Regions from separate parts of the Mus musculus genome. Here region 1 is linked to region 2. The links are chromatin contacts, called in public Hi-C maps. All regions are on one chromosome and are shown on one strand. Each heading gives the region's core, a stretch centred on a gene start, on an enhancer-like site or on the middle of the called end of the contact. The rest is flanking DNA. Distances are from core to core; before and after follow the strand shown. Region 1 overlaps Gm3331 (a long non-coding RNA gene). Region 2 overlaps Ets1 (E26 avian leukemia oncogene 1, 5' domain).

Region 1 (4,139 bases), core at 1,362-3,861, 160 kb after region 2:
ACTACCATCTTCCCTGGGCACACTAGAGACCTGTAATGCTTGTCTGGCCCAAAGTCCTGAGACTTTGGATAGAAATAAGAGTGGGAGCCCCTAGTTAAGTCTCAATGTCCAAAGGCCTGAACATCTGGGATTCTGACTTCCATGCACAGGGCAAACTGAGTACTTCAGAGTGATTCAGAGTGCTTGGTCTTTCCTTTGCCTTTTCGTTCTATGGAAGCCCTCCATGGTTGAGATGATTCTTGGATTCACTGGTGAGGGTGGATATTCTTCAGGCTAGTGAATCACATACCAATCTTTCCCAGAAGCACTCTTTATACACAGAATTAATAGCACAGGCATAGCCAGAAATAATCTTTACTGGCTGTTAATCCAGATAATAGTGTGTATTACATTTTTATTTTATTCTTTGACAACCTCCTTTGTGTGTATATTGAGTTTGGGACATTTTCATCTCTTATTACATCTCTGTCTCTGCCTCTTCTCTGACAACCTTTTTTCTCAACTATCCCTCTTTTATTTTCCTCTCTCTCTTTCTTTTAAGCTCATAGCTCTTCATTTTGGGGTGGGTCCTAGTAAGCTTTTCAGTGAGTGATGGGTCTAGTAAGCTCTTCAGTGAGGGGTGGAGCCAAGAAAGCTCTTCAATGAAGGGTTGGGGCCTAATAAGCTCTTCAGTGAGGGGTGGGGCCTAGTAAGCTCTTCAGCGAGGGGTGGGTCTTCATAAGTTCCTCCCACATGCATGGTAGATGCAATGGTATAATGCCCTGAAGACAGTTTTGTAGCAGGTCTCCCCAACCTCTGGCTTTTATAGTCTTTCAATTGTCTCTTCTACACTGTTCTCTGAGTCTTGCGGTGGGAGAGTGGGATAGAGATGCTCCATTTAGAGCAAGGATTCCACAGTCATTAATTCTCCATGCTTTGTGAATTTTTGAGTTTCTGTATTAACCACTGGCCCCTGTGAAACAGAGCATCTCTGATAAAGGTTTATAGAAGCACCAACCTCAGAATATGGCCAGAAATGGCACCCAAACACTTTCTGACCTCTTTTGCTCATACTTTAAATTTACTTATTTTTCCATCTAATTTTCTTTTATTGAAAATAGATTTGTTCCTCATACAATATAGTCTGATTATGGTTGCCCATCTCCTAACTCCTCCATCATTCCTTCCCACATCCTCTTGCTTCTGGATCCACACCCTTTCTGTCTCTCTTTAGAAAATAAACAGGCATCTAAGGAATAATAATAAAATTAGATAAAACAAAAACAAGCAGGTCAGATTAGGACTAAATAAACTAAAAGAAGAAAGAGAGCCAAAGGAAAACCATGAGAAACATAAACACAGAGACACATTTGTTCACACACATATGAACCCCATGAAATCTCAAAGCTGGAAACCATGACATATACTTAACAAACATGTAAGGTTAGGAAAAGAAAGTCTTGACACAATATTTGAGACAAAGTATTGGTAAAGATACTGTTGATTTTGTTTTGTGTTGTCCATCTTCTTCTGGACACATGGCCTACCCTTAAAGTGATTTGTGTCTTCGGTGAGACTCTGTTGGAGAAAACTAATTTTTAATGCTAATTCTTCAAGATTCAGATCAGTAATCTTTCCTATGAAGACTTCTCTAGCATTTTCTATTCCTCTTTTCCTGAGCATACCTCCCCCTCAACTCTATCTGTTATACCTTGCACAAAAATAAGCCTTTTCCCTTATATTTGCTGAATACCCACTATGTTGTATATTGCCCTAGGCTTCAAAACAATTGTAACATATCCTATTCCATCCTTAGCTTTCTTGATGTAGCAGAAGAGAAGGAAAAATGTACAGAAAATTGACAGGTAATATAAAATCTTTGGAACTGAGGGATCCACTGGGATGTGGTAGCAGATCAGTCATAGAGGGCAGATACGATTGTTGGCTTTTGAGTTAATTGATGCCTGGGAGTCTCAAAGGATGGGTAAGAGCTGAATAGGAGGAGATGGCAGAATAGCAGACTTCTATCAAAAGCAGAAAGTAAAGATAATCCTTGTTGGCAAGAGAAAGGGTGGACAATTTAGGAGGTCGTGAGTTGCTAAGGTGATTGTAGAACAAATTGTGCATGCACAGAGAAGGATCCCCTTGGTGTGAGCGGAATCTTGAGGGGTAGCCTATTCTCTGTCCAGAACAATTCTCCCTTGCTCCCTTTGTCTCTCAGGAAAAGGGATTCTGTTTCCTTTGGGTTTATATTTCAGTGCTTAATGCAGGATGTTTTTTTGGCAGGCATTCTAAAACTGCTTGATGAATGAGTGAGTGAATGAATGAATGAATTAATGAACCAGAGACTAGCAACAATGGACTGGGATCACACATTGGTTGTAAACCATCTATGAAGAAGAGAAACAAGGAGTTCCACAAAGCATTTGGTTCACTTTGAAAGAGGATGTTAATTTCATTTTTTTTTACCCCACCATTTCATCCAGTTTATTACCATATATTTCCTCAAAAGAAGGTCTGGCTAATATCAAAACAAAGCAGACAGCTCTGGTTTTAATTACCTCTCTCAAGGCCATGCTGGCTAGGCAAATGCTGCCTGGATCCCACTTGAACCATGATCAGAAACATGCTGTCTGCTTCCCTTGTAAGCCCTGACTGGTGTGCATGAAGCTTATATTGATAAGGGTTGAGTTGGGGGCTTTATCTTTTAATAGGGGAGATAAGATTCCAATGCCTCCACCCTCCACTATCTGTGTGCTGACGGTGGGAACAGTCACCAAAGTGATGTGCAGGAGGCAGTGGCGGGGCCCTGGGTTAACCTCAGAGAAACACAAATATGAGTGGGTGGAGAGGTTGCTTTCCATGAGAATCTGTCTCCTTCTATTTCACAGCCTGGCCCACACTATTAGGCCCTTTGCCAGGAAGCAGAGCTTTGGATTATTTTTCCATTGGTCAGAGGAAGTTTTCTCTTCTCTTCTCTCTCTCTCTCTCACTCTCTCTTGCTCTCTCTCCTTATGAATGGAGGGAAAACCTTTCATTTTAACAGAGAACTTTTGGAATTTCATTTTAGTAAAATGAAAGGGGACTCAGATTCCCAGGACATATTAGAGGAAAGGTCAGAGTCTGAGCCATCGAAGGTGCTGAAACCTTGCACACATGGCAGCTGTGTGTCTCTTGATGTAAACACACCTTTCTGAGCCTAGGTTTTCTTGAAGAGTATATGATATGTATTTACTTCAGGTAAAATAAATATATTTCAGTATCTTTTTTTTTATTTACCTGAGAAGGTAAATAAAATGAACTGTATATAGATAAAATAGAAGTATTCAGTAGAAACTCAGTATATCTTATTTTTCTTCATATGCCTTTGAACTTAGACAAAGAGTCATCCCATCCTCCCACGTTTTCTGTATATTTGGGGATAAAGTTGTGAGTACAATTCTAAGATGCCCAAGCGAAAGCTTTACATATACAATGCCACATCCCACCCATTGATCTCATTCCCCCCACAGACCAAATATTTATTAAGTGTATACTTGTGCCTGAAGCTGCCTGACACTGCAGTTTACAGTTGGATCAGAGATGCGTGCTGACATCTATCCTTGGGAAACTTACCTCTTAATACAGCCAAAGAACATTATACACAAGGCTAGTAAATACTATCAAGGAGAGAGAGAGAGAGAGAGAGAGAGAGAGAGAGAGAGAGAGAGAGAGAGAGACTGCACTTGCACATGTACATATAATAAGACATTTTGGGAGGAAGATAAAAACAAGGACTAGAGGTAGAAAACATGATTGTTAATTTATTAATTATTTTGGGTCACGTAGGGAAAAAAATCTATATTTTCTTATAGGCTATGGCTTGGCCAAAACCAAAGTTTGGATTTCATAGAAAGCTAGTTATTTTCCTTCTTAATACAGCTCAAATGTTGCTGCCTGTCTGTTTCTGGGTCAAGTTATTTCTCCTGGCTATAATTTTATTATCTAATGGAGAAATAAAATTCATATTTCCAGACTAAACTGAAATCTGTTTCCTTACTATGAACAATCCCTCCTCTCTGTGACATACCATAGACACAAGAGACAAGATAATGTAGGACTCAGTAAAAGAAATTAACATTTTAAATTTTGAAGTTAATTTCTTTAAGACATATGCCACC
Region 2 (4,394 bases), core at 844-3,343:
ATTACTATTATTTAAGTATTTACTTATTTTTCAGACAGTCTCTATGTAGCCCTGACTGGTCTGGAAAAGGCTATGTAGCCTAATAGGAGAGAATTGTCTTTCTGTAAATAGGGTCTGACCACTAAGGGAGATGGGCAGCTTGGGTTCCTCTGATCCTGGTTTGGCAGCTGTGCTATCTCAGAAAGAGCTAGCTATAGTCTTGTCTCAAAGTTCATCTTTCCCAAAAGACCAGGTCTAACTGCCCTTCTTGGGTCCCTAGAGGAAGGTGTCCAGGGACGATCTTTTCACACACCTTCCCCATCACATCTCTGAGGGGCTTTAAGTACATACTGGAATAAAAGGTCATAGGTGAGGCTAGCCCCAAATCCACTCACTGCTCCTCCATGTTTGTTTGCATTTACTCTGTGGGTTTTTGTTTTTTGTTTTGTTTTTTATATCAAGGTATCTGTGTGCCTGAGCCTTCCTCTGCAAGGGAAAGTGGATTCCTGGCCAGCTGTGGGTGGCTGGTTCCTATTGGCCAGGGTTTACTGCCTCCTCTCTTAGACTCCCACCTTCTGCCTCCTTGAAACCTTTGAATGTGTGGTCCTTAACATTCAGATTCTTTGTGTGAGGGTATGACTCTAAATAGAACTGGGTCTAGTTCAAGGGTTTAAATTGGTTTGGTAGAGAGAGCAAGAACACAGCATCATGTCCTGGAGTTTTTAATACATTTCTTGGGTTTCTAATCTTCAACAGACAGGTCCTTAACCTTATTTTTGAGTTCTTATGCTGGTTTCATAATTTAAGACATGAAAGGCCTTGGTCAATGGACAATAAATGCCACCCTTCCTATGAACCATAGTTCAACGATGAAGTTAAAGGAGCCAGAGAAAGAAGGTGTCTGACTCTGACCTAAAAAGCTTTGACTACTTTCTCATTGCCCAAGGCACATCCTACCCTCAGGCTCTCTCTTTCCTCCTTTTTTTCCACCCCCGCCCCCCCCCCCGTGCCCTCTCCTTCTCCTCTTTTTCTATCATATATAACACATATATTACATCTGCCAACATTGTCCCCACTATAACTCGTTTCACCAGTAAAAAGAGAGGGGTACCTGAGAAGAAGTACCCAGGGCATTCTGGGATTGGGGCTCACTGGAGCTATGCTAAGGAAAAGTCAGGACTTTGGCTGGCTGTGTGTGAGAGAATGAATCCTTTCCTCGGTGCTGGGAAAGGAAGGAGACCCAGGTGCAGAAAGAGCGTCTCATCTCAGCAGGGCGAGCAGAGTGACAATTAGCATGCAAGCCTTCTGTTGGCCTGACCACCTGATAGATAAATTCCTTGTTTCTCAAAAAAGCCAAGGAAGTAACAGCATTGCACTGGAACTCTCAGGGGGCTCTGGAGGGGCGGGGGAGTTCTCTTAACTTCTTCAAACCGCAAATATTTAGTCCGAGTTGGGAAAAGGTCCCCGGGGCACCAAGTTCTTATTGGATTCTAGCAGTTTGACCCCTCTTCTGGAACAGGGGCGGGGGCGGGGTGGCCACTGCTGGCTGGCGTCGCCTGCTCGTCTCCTCTCAGCTCCCGCGGGCCGGCTGCTAGCGGGCGCTGCGGATCTCTGTGAATGGAAATGGTCGGGTGGGTGGATGATGTGAGAGGGCTGGGGCTGATCTGAGTTGAGAGGGGGTGTGAGAGCCGAGGGGGTGGGGACGGCCGGGCAGGGACAGCCTGTGGTGCTCACGTCTGGCCGGGAGAGACTCTTGGCCTCCAGATGTTCAGTGTGTTTATAGCTGCCAGAGCAAGAGACCAGCTCCCTCGTTAAGAAGTTGCTTTCTTGAGCTGCAGCTTCTGCAGCTGGAGGCTGCGCCCTCCCTTCCCCCAGGCTGGTCCCTCACCCCGACCCCGCCTTCCTCCTCTGCAATCCTCCCAAAATACACGAGCACACAAAAAGAAAAACACCAGCAGATTTTTTATTTCAGAGAGTAAACACTTGGGCCGTGGGGGTCTGGAGGTTATGGGAAAAGAGGAAACCATCCAGCTAATCAGGCAGCACACACTTCCCCCGCTGAAATAAAACAGAAATCTTTGCTCCGCAGGGCTGCCGGGTTAACCCCGGCACTGCCAGCCAAGCAGCGCCCCAGCGGCCCGCCCCGAAGTGGGGTATCCAGGCCCCACCTTGGGCAGCTGCCACTGCTGACTCTGGGAGGGGAGAGGCCTGGCCTGCCTGACCTGCCTGCTGTCCCCTTGGTTTGTGGTGGCACATCTGCTTAAGAAACAGATGAGATTCTGAACTTAGATTTAGATTGCAAGAGGCTAATGGGAGTTCTAGATAGGTGGGGTGTAAGCAAGGGCACCACTCCCTGCCAGGAGAGTCCTTGCTGTTAGGAAAGCCAGCTTGTTTGCCTGCTGTCCCTCCCTCCCTCTCTCCTTGTCTCCCTTCTCCTACCTTCTCTCCATCCCTGCCCCCCCCTCCACCTCAGTTCTCTCCTTCTAGTTCTTTCCCTACTAAGGGCCTTCAGAGTCTATATCCCTTCATTTGCCCCCTAGCTGCCTGTCCAGAGACCATAAATATCCTGTGGGGCAAAAGTCAGGGGTCAAACAGGAGGCCTAATTGCACTATGGGAGAGATCACCTCTCCCTGGGCAGCCTTTGGCCCTCAGAACTCGCCCCTGTGCATAGCCTCTGCCTTTCAGTTCAGACCCTGCCCTATCTCACTGTCTGGAGGGCTGGCTCTCTCTTCTCTGCATCACTGTGGTTTTTTGTTTGTTTGTTTTTTGTTTTTTAATATGGATGGGCTTCCTATTCCTGAGCATCCTATTAAGCCTTACCTATGGCCTTTGAAGACTCTTGCTTCTTAATAAAACAGATTTCCACAAACTCTATTCACCCTTTCAGGTGGCATTTAAACCTCAGCCTCCAAAGCAAGCAAACTGCTTTGCAAGTTGGAATTCCTTTCTTGAAGACCTTGTCAAGAGGTAGTGGGAAAGCAGAAACACCAGTGATTTAAACAGCGATAGAACCAGGTCCTAACTGCCTGTGTCTTTTATTGGGTCTCCTGCTTGTACATCACCAACCCTGAAGACCTTCTACCAAGTCTTAAATCTGCTAATTGTCACAGATTTTCTTCTTCTTCTTCTTCTTCTTCTTCTTCTTCTTCTTCTTCTTCTTCTTCTTCTTCTTCTTCTTCTTCTTCTTCTTCTTCTTCTTCTTCTTCCTCCTCCTCCTCCTCCTCTTCTTCTTTTCTTCTTCTTCTTCTTCTTCTTCTTCTTCTTCTTCTTCTTCTTCTTCTTCTTCTTCTTCTTCTTCTTCTTCTTCTTCGTCAGAAATGATCTTGCCAAAAATAATACATACAAGAATTTTGCTTTCCCCTGCTTCTCAGCATGATCTGGGACTCCAGAGAAGTTAGGATCTCCTACAGTAAGGGGAAAGGTTCCATTGTGCCCCGCAGAAGCAGATAGGGAGAGCACACCAGCATATCTTGTTTAACAGCAATGAATTCACTGTTGTCAACTTCCTTCCTCCAAATCCCTTTCCACTGCTGTGGCTGATCCCCAGAGACTGTATTTAAATCTGGAAGTTGTTTCCATCCCATTGTCTTGGAGATAAGAATCACGGCCTGGCTCAATGTCCAGACACATCTTTCTGCTTTATTTTATGCTACTCAGGATATATCTTGAGTCGGCTTTTCTACCCTCTAGTGGGTTCACCACCCTCACCTTATACAGTGGGACAAAGTGTGGTGACTGTCATGTCTGGATCACTTTGTCAGAACATATAGTGTAACAGTGTCAGGAGATCTGTTGGGTGTGACAGTCCCAGCCAACTGCCTCTGTCCAGGCACCATCCTCTGGAGTCCCAGCCCTCATGTCTGATCTCTGGCTTTTCTTGAAGTGGCTGACCAGGCTCTCTTGCTAAAGTTCACTTAGACAACTGGTAGTTTGCAGACCTCTCCATTCTAGAGAGAGATTACCCTACATGAACTCTGGATTACCCTACATGAACTCTGGATTACTACTTGGGCCTGCTAATTGTTGTTTTAGTGTATGTATCTTTCATTGGTATGTTAGATAGACATTCTAGTGGAACAAGACTTAGGGCTGGTTGATGACCCTAGGCCAAATACTGGAGTTTTATTATGAAAGTGGACAGCTGCATCTGGAATCAGATATGCCTGTGGACTGTCCTAGAGAGCCCAAGGGAGGTTAGAGAGAGCAAAAAAAAGATGCTTCATCACTTTGAACAGACCTGGTGTATCAGGCCTTTCATCATTCCCTTTTTAACTGAAAATTCTGACTTTAAATTTCCCGAACAACAAAACCAACAGAGCCGGTTTGAGTCTTGTCTTTTGACACCGTTTCAGAGTGTCCAGGCAGTTTCCTGGGCATATTTGCTTCTTGATTAAAAGTATCAGATATGACAATA

The links. Hi-C and Micro-C count contacts between places; a contact is called where the count stands out from the background.
Region 1: a contact with region 2 is called in a Hi-C map of the N1E-115 cell line, with 7 times the contacts expected there. The contact joins two enhancer-like sites. A contact is called at or near these places in 5 of 484 Hi-C or Micro-C datasets (the N1E-115 cell line and uterus) and 3 of 115 datasets of contacts at active chromatin or transcription factors (cardiomyocytes, fibro-adipogenic progenitors and heart atrium).

What each region holds. Positions count from the first base shown.
Region 1 is chr9:32,827,885-32,832,023 of GRCm38.p6, forward strand. All of the region lies in intron 2 of Gm3331 (a long non-coding RNA gene), which reads left to right. Among named protein-coding and RNA genes, the nearest start is that of Gm3331, 47 kb to the left of the region's middle. Within about 2 kb of position 2,612, at least 12 of the 459 cell types and tissues checked have an H3K27ac peak or open chromatin away from gene starts, as enhancers often do. A contact at or near this core is called in the N1E-115 cell line and uterus, where this site is marked.
Region 2 is chr9:32,670,623-32,675,016 of GRCm38.p6, forward strand. The region is part of intron 3 of Ets1 (E26 avian leukemia oncogene 1, 5' domain); the gene reads left to right. Among named protein-coding and RNA genes, the nearest start is that of Ets1, 37 kb to the left of the region's middle. Within about 2 kb of position 2,094, at least 187 of the 459 cell types and tissues checked have an H3K27ac peak or open chromatin away from gene starts, as enhancers often do. A contact at or near this core is called in the N1E-115 cell line and uterus, where this site is marked.